2 separate regions of the Danio rerio genome follow, and region 2 is linked to region 1. The links are chromatin contacts, called in public Hi-C maps. All regions are on one chromosome and are shown on one strand. Each heading gives the region's core, a stretch centred on a gene start, on an enhancer-like site or on the middle of the called end of the contact. The rest is flanking DNA. Distances are from core to core; before and after follow the strand shown. Region 1 holds the start of arf1 (ADP-ribosylation factor 1). Region 2 holds the start of jmjd4 (jumonji domain containing 4).

What was found. Hi-C and Micro-C count contacts between places; a contact is called where the count stands out from the background.
Region 2: a contact with region 1 is called in a Hi-C map of an unstated tissue, with 4 times the contacts expected there. The contact joins the promoter of jmjd4 here to the promoter of arf1 in region 1. A contact is called at or near these places in 1 of 18 Hi-C or Micro-C datasets (an unstated tissue) and 1 of 4 datasets of contacts at active chromatin or transcription factors (embryo).

What each region holds. Positions count from the first base shown.
Region 1 is chr2:3,224,552-3,228,614 of GRCz12tu, reverse strand. It overlaps arf1 (ADP-ribosylation factor 1), which reads left to right and starts at 1,818. Exons shown (of 5, transcript NM_201452.2): 1 at 1,818-1,901.
Region 2 is chr2:3,570,258-3,574,086 of GRCz12tu, reverse strand. jmjd4 (jumonji domain containing 4) reads right to left here and starts at 1,718. Exons shown (of 6, transcript NM_001076628.1): 1 at 1,121-1,718. The coding sequence starts at 1,373. It overlaps snap47 (synaptosome associated protein 47), which reads left to right and starts at 2,085. Exons shown (of 6, transcript NM_001045437.1): 1 at 2,085-2,231; 2 at 3,637-3,829. The coding sequence starts at 3,682.

The DNA of each region.
Region 1 (4,063 bases), core at 569-3,068:
TTAGGCAAATTTATATAGTTTACATTCATCTTAGACAACAGAATACCAATATTTGTTGAAATAACACTGTAATAACAAATGTCTGGGTTGGTTTTGCTCTAAATGACACTAATTATTAGATGTTATTTAAATACATTCACAAATTTGCTTCACTAAAGCATGCATTACCGAACACTACCAAAAAAGTTGACCCCTGATCGTCAATGTAAAATTCGTAAACTGTTAAGAACTCATTTTGAGTAAAATAACAGAAAATATACAGTGATTTTACGCCTTTTTATATAGTTTACATTTATTTTAGACAACATAATACTAATGTTTGCTGAAATAACACTGTAATAACAAATGTCTGGATTGGTTTTGCTCTAAATTACACTAATTATTACATGTCATTTAAATATATTCACAAATTTGATTCACTGAAGCAGGTATTGCCAAACTACTACCAAAATAGTTGAACCCCGATCGTCAATGTAAAATTCGCACACTGTTTAAACCTCATTTTTTGGGTAAAATAACAGAAAATATACAGTGATTTTAAGCATTTTTAAGTAGTTTACATTTAATTTGGACTGCATAATACCAATATTTGTTGAAATAACACTGTAATAACAAATGTCTGGATTGGTTTTGCTCTAAATGACACAAATTATTTGATACATTCACAAATTTGCTTCACTGAAGCATGTATTACCAAAGAAGTTGACCGCCGATCGTCAATGTATAATTCGCACACTGTTTAGATGTCATTTTGTGTAAAATAACACAGTATAAACTGTGATTTTAGGCAAATTTGTATAGTTTACATTCATTTTAGACAACACAATACAAATATTTGTTGAAATAACACTGTAATAACAAATGTCTGGATTATTTTCGCTCTAAATGACTCTAATTATTACATGTCATTTAAATATATTCACTAATTTGCTTCACTGAAGCATGTATTGCCAAACTACTACCAAAAAAGTTGACCCCCGATCGTCAATGTGCAATTCACACAGTTTAAACCTAAGTTTTTGTGTAAAATTACACAGAATTAACTGTGATTTGAGGCATTTTATATAGTTTACATTCATTATAGACAACACAATACCAATATTTGTTGAAATAACACTGTAATAACAAATGTCTGGATTGGTTTAGCTCTAAATAACACTTATTATTAGATGTCATTTAAAAACATTCACAAATATGCTTCACTGAAGCAGGTATTATCAAACTACATCCGAAAAACTAGTTGTCCCCCGATCGTCAATGTATAAATCACACACTGCTTTAAACCTCATTAAATCACACTGTAATAATAGCAAATGTCTGGTTTTGCTCTAAATGACACTATTTTATTTGAACAATGGATTAAATGTCATAGAATACAACTTAAAAAATAATATTACTGTTAAATAATAACAAATAGAATAACACATTAAGTAAATAATCTATATAAACTGAGGAAATTCAGATGCTCTCTTGATATTTTCCATACACAAACACACACAATCATTTTTTATCGAACATTATCTGTCTTGTCGTGCTAAACAATCGTTATTATATTCGTTTATTTGATCATTTGGATACTTTTGAGATGATAATAATACAATATTAAGTCTATTAAGTTATCTAAACAATTGCAATACAGTTAATTTTAATAACTTAAACAGAAAGTTTAAATCGTCATTTACAATATTAAGTGATTAATATGTAAATATTTACGATACAGACATTTTAATTACTTGAAAGACACGTTAAAATAACTTTACCTGCAATACTAAACCTGACCCACAGAGTTCTCCGCTCTTATCACCTTCTCGACGGAAGTGATGCAATACGTGCTGACGTGGCCGGAAACCCGCCATCTTGAGGGAGGAAACGCCTCGAACTTAAGGAGGAAACTTGGAACTGTGAGTTTTGTTTTGTTTTTTTAACTCATCAATTTTCTACTTTTACTCTTTATTAGACGTATTTGCTCTATGGAAACAGTTGCCGAATATTCGCGAAATGTTGTCCGTGATTAAAACGGAAGGCGTGCGATATATTCGTAGTTAAACTGAATTAATGATGTGTTTGTGACAAAGGAAACAGCAGTATGGGGACTTCAGTTAATTTTACTCTTTAAATAATAACTTGTGTGATCTGTAAATGGGGTATATTTGTTAAACAAAACTTTAAATACTATGCCGGAGTAATATAAACTAAAAACGCGAAATTTCCGGAGAGTTTTAACGTTAATTATTATATTATAATTTAATAAAGCGTGGTTTTCCCTTTAAGAAAACCAGAAAAGCCACACATGATAACAGATGTTAAAGTCAAAATTAATAAAATATTTTAATAATAAAACTTATCTAACAGGACAGCTTGGACAAGCATTTAAAAATAAAAATAAATAATAATAAAATCTGAAGGTGTTAAGAGGAAAACATAACACATCCTAACTTAAATAACTATATTTTATTGCTTTATTAAATTTAAAGTTAAACTCTGTTAAACACACAAGAAGATATTTAGAAAAATGTTGAAAACTGGTAATCATCGACTTCCCTAGTATGTGTTTTTCCTATGGATGTCAATGGTTACACGTTTTTAGCTTTCTTCTAAATGTCATATTTTACCTCCTTATTAAATTTTACGTTTAAACTCTCCAGAAGTTTTGCGTTGTTAGTTTATTTTACTTAACTTTATTTTACATAAAGTTGTATATAACAAATATAACACATTTATGGATCACACATGTTATTATTTATAGAGTAAAGTTAAATGAAGTCACCATTAATTACTCTCCATCAAATAGCTCCACACATTTATGAATTTGTTTCTTCTGGTAAACACAAAATATGACATTTATAAGAAAGCTGAAAACTTGTAACCATTGATATGTATAGGAAAACACATACTATAAATATCGATGGTTACTGGTTTCCAACATTTTTCAAGATATCTTCTTGTTTGTTTAACAGAAGAAAGAATTCAAACAGGTGTTAAACACGTAAAAGGTGACTAAAACGATGATGATTTTCATTTTTGTGTAAACTGTCTCTTTAAGAAAACCTGGAAAGGCTACACATGATAACAGATGTTAAAGTAAAAACGAATAAATTATCTTAATAATAAAACTAATCTAACTCGACAGCTTGGACAAGCATTTTAATTAAAAATAAACAATAATAAAGTCTGACGGTGTTAAGAGGATAACATTACTAAAACATTCCAACTTAAACAAATATATATATTTTTAATCTCTTTATTAATTTTTACGTTTAAACTCTCCAGAGGTTTCATGTTTTTATTTTATATTACTCCGGCATAATATTTAAAGCTGCGTTCAACTTGTGTGATCCGTAAATGTGTTATTATTTATAGAACACAAAACACAAAATATGACATTTTAAAGAAAGCTGAAAACCTGTAACCATTGATATGCATAGGAAAACACATACTGTAAAAGTCAATGGTTACCGGTTTCCAACATTTTTTTTAAGATACCTTCTTGTTTGTTTAACAGAAGAAAGAACCTCAAACAGGTTTTAAACAAGTAAAAGGTGACTAAATGGATGACAGAATTTTCATGTTAGGGTGAACTGTCCCTTTAAGAAAACCATGAAAAGCCTCACATGATAACAGATGTTAAAGTCAAAACGAATAAATTATTTTATTAATAAAACTAATCTAACTCGACAGCTTGGACAAGCATTTATAACTAAGAATAAACAATAATAAAGTCTGACGTGTTATGAGGACAACATAAAACATCTTAACTTAAATAACCATATATATTTTATTGCTTTAATAAATTTAAAGTTAAAACTGTTAAACACACAAGAAGATATTTAGAAAAATGTTGGAAACTGGTAACCACTGACCTCTATAGTATGTGCTTTTCCTATGGATGTCAATAGTTACAGGTTTTCAGCTTTTTTTTTTCAAATGTTGTTTTGTATCTCTTTATTAAATTTTACGTTAAAACTCTCCAGAAGTTTCGCATTTTTAGTTTATTTTACTCTGGCATAATATTTATTGTTGTGATTAACTAATATAACACATTTACGGATCACACGAGTTATTA
Region 2 (3,829 bases), core at 469-2,968, 350 kb before region 1:
AAAAACAAAACAACGAAAATCTGAAAATGAGTTGTGTGTATTAACAATGAAATGACACAAGGAGAAAGCGCTGAACAACTAAAAGGTATTTAATTTTTTTTTAATGATGGCAGCATAAAGACGCCTCAGATTGGCCAGTTGGCGTTTCTGTGTGGAGTTTGCATGTTCTGCCAATGTTCACGTGGGTTTCCAGCACCTAATAACCACGATTAATTACATTGATATATATATATTGTATGTACTTTTCCACATTTCAATCCATTGTGCTATTTAAAAAAATAAAAAATAAATAAAAATTGATGAGCACTTTAGAACATAGGGGATAGTTTACCCCAAAATGATTAAAAAATACATTTAAAAAAGTTTGGTTATTCGATAAAGTATGCTTTTAAATTTGGTCTCTTTCGACCTAAAGTTGATATCTTAAGAAATGAGCTAACAGTAAGATTTTGTTTGGGTGTAGTACCAAACTTTCATGACCAGTCGTTCATGATATTTCATGTGCATTGCTATTGTTTTACAGTCATTGGATTGTCGTTTAAGCTTTGAAAATATGTCTATAAAAATCTGACTTAAAAAATGAAGTTGTCCTAAATTTCAAATGTTCAATTATCAAGATAAGAAATACAAATTCAAAACATTTCTAATAGGACATAATCAATCAGTATTATTAAATTACAACTGTTAATGATTCAATTTAACTCAATTCAAATTCAGATTGTTTTGGCTTATTTTTAGCTCCATAAATGCGCGCATGCGCTGAACATTTTGCAATGAAAACTATATATTTTGTATAACTACAAAATATATGTTGAGGTCACAGAGACAAAATTGTGCACATATGCAACCAAAACAGTCACAATTTTAAGCCCTACAAATTCAAGCAGGTTCAAGCACTTTGTCCAAAATCCAAGCACTTTTCTAACCTTGAAAACACTATTAAAAATCAAGCATTTTCCAGGATTTCCAGCACCCGTACCCTGAGTTCTGTAATAAGCAGTCATTATCAAACATCCCATCACGAGAGTCCTATGGCTTACCTTATATTTACAGTTGGAATGTAGAATTTAAATACAGAATAATACTTAAATTAATGATAAGATTGACATGTTTTGCTTACCAAATTCATGCAGAAGTCTTTGCAAATTAGGTTTTCCTTCAGCCGTCACCCATTTTTTCCTGCAGTTCCATTCTTCTGTGAATTTTTTGGAGAACATGCATGGCTGATTCGGGATCAGGTAGTTCTTGAAGAATTTGGAGTAGGGTATTTCTCTTTCTATGTACTCGATGAAATGAGAGGAGCAGTGCTGTTGGTGGATCTGCCTGGGCAGTTTGACCAAGCTGGAGCAGCTATGAAAGGTTTCCCTATCCATGGCATTTCAATATGCAGTTTAGTCTTGTGTGTTCGGTTTCATTAACATGTTATTTCAGAAAAAAATACTATATAAAATTATATAATATTTTAATTCAACGACAAAAAAATAATATCAGCATAGGGTCGAATACATTTCAACAGCCTCATGTCTCTCGGATGACAGGCTTGCTTGGTTATTGTTATGTTGTGGAAGTGCTACTAATAATTCGACGGTCCAACGTCACGCTTAACGTTATGCATTATTAAAATATAATTACGAAGCCACTGTCGCTTTATACATGTTTATAGATCAAAAATAACAGTGTTTTTTTCAGCGCCAGCTTCACTTGGAACATTGCTATCCAGTTGCCCACCGGAAAAAATACCGTGTGCACACCAGCTCGGTGATATCCTCGTACGGAATAAGTTGTGTGAAAAAATAAATAATGTAAATTAAATACTTGTTAATTCACTATAAAACGAATTTCTGACGTACTTAACTAGACAAATAGTACATACTGTCCCGTCAAATTTAGAGCGGAATCTTTAATCATGGCTGTTGTTGTGTATCGGAGTGTAAACATGAGCGCACCAAACATTCACCCTTTGCTTGGGCTGTTTACATCGCTATAACACAGCAGCGAACTATAATCTGATATTTGCTGATATTTCTTCTGATTTGGCGTTTTAATTAGATGTAGCAGGAAACACTAAAGTAGTGCAGCAAATGTCTCGCATCCGAGAACAATTTGCCTCGCTGCAAACATATCAAATCAACTCAACTTTACAATGTGAAGGGATATTGTTTATCCCAATGCGTACTTTACGTCACACCTTGCTGTAGCTGCCACTTTCAATTCTGAAGACATCCTAAAAGGTATGAAATATTTCATTTCTGTGGAGGTTATTTCTGTACTTGAGCTGTTTTGATTATGATTTTAGTCGAAGCCCCTATAATATACGTGTGTGTAATAAATTGAATAGAGATTGTAAATATATATATATATATATATATATATATATATATATATATATATATATATATATATATATATATATATATATATATATTATATATATATATATATATATATATATATATATATATATATATATATATATATATATGTATGTATGTATATATATATAGTTAAAAGCTCATGTATATATATATATATATATATATATATATATATATATATATATATATATATATATATATATATATATATGTGTGTGTGTGTGTGTGTGTGTGTGTGTGTGTGTGTGTGTGTGTGTATGTATGTATGTAGGTTTTTTTTTTACTGGCCTGATTGTAGCCAGTGGCTTTTTACTTTTTTTTACTTGCCTGCCAAAATTTTCACTGGCCCCACCAAAAAAAAAAAAAAAAAAAAAAACAAGTTAATAACTATTTCTTAGCCATTTGTTTCAAATAATGTTTAAAAAAAGTCTGTAATTTTGGATTATAAATATTTAAAAATGTCTGAGGATGTAACAAAAATAGCATAATGGAAAATGCTCACGTAGTTTATTGTGAAAAAAGGTGGCTGACTTGTAATGTTCAAATGTTATATTTCGTTACTACCGACCTCTGTGAATAGACATAACTTTTTGTAATCCGTTTATTGCAATAAACAAAAGTTCTTAGCCCTACTTCCCTTTAGTAAAGAAGTAATATATTTATAGGTGTGCGTTTTAACTTCTTATGCATCAAGTATGCGTCATATATAATTTGCAATGTTTCTAAACTACATTATCAATTATTTTTCTTACCAATTTCATCTATTTTGTTCTGTAAAGCTGCTTTTGACCATGACATGTTTATTTATTCTCTTAGGTAAGGCGAGATCTCCACTTAAGTATCATACTTTGAGGGAAAACGTGCTTTATGCATTAGCATGAAGCATCAGAATCGGTATCGGTTGATCACAATGCCAAAGAATCGGTACTCTGTATTGGCTTAAAAAATCCTGATCGGAGCATCCCTAATTTTATGGCCAATGTTATTAGCCTCCTTAAGCGGTGCATATTTTTATTGTCTGTTTCATTGCCTAATTATCCTAACTTGTCTAATTAACCTAGTTAAACCTTTAAATGTCACTTTAAGCTGAATACTAGTATCTTGAAAAATATCTAGTCACATATGTGCTGTCATCATGGCAAAGATCAAATAAATTAAGCAGAAATTGGGGGGAAAATATCCAGGGGGGCTAATAATTCTGACTTCAACTGTGTGCAAGTAGCTTTATACAAATTTACTGTTTTTAATGTTTACTTCGCAGGTGAGCCTCCGTAAGTTAGGGCATTGCCAAATCATCTCCAAAAGCATGAGTCAGGAGCCTTCAATTCATACCTGGCCTGGCTCTTATTACATCAACAGCGAGAAACGCTGGGCCAGTGGCGTTCTCTCCTTATCTCGCACCACCCTCCGCTTCGCCTCTGAGCAAAAACAGGAGAGCCTGATGAGCCTGAAGC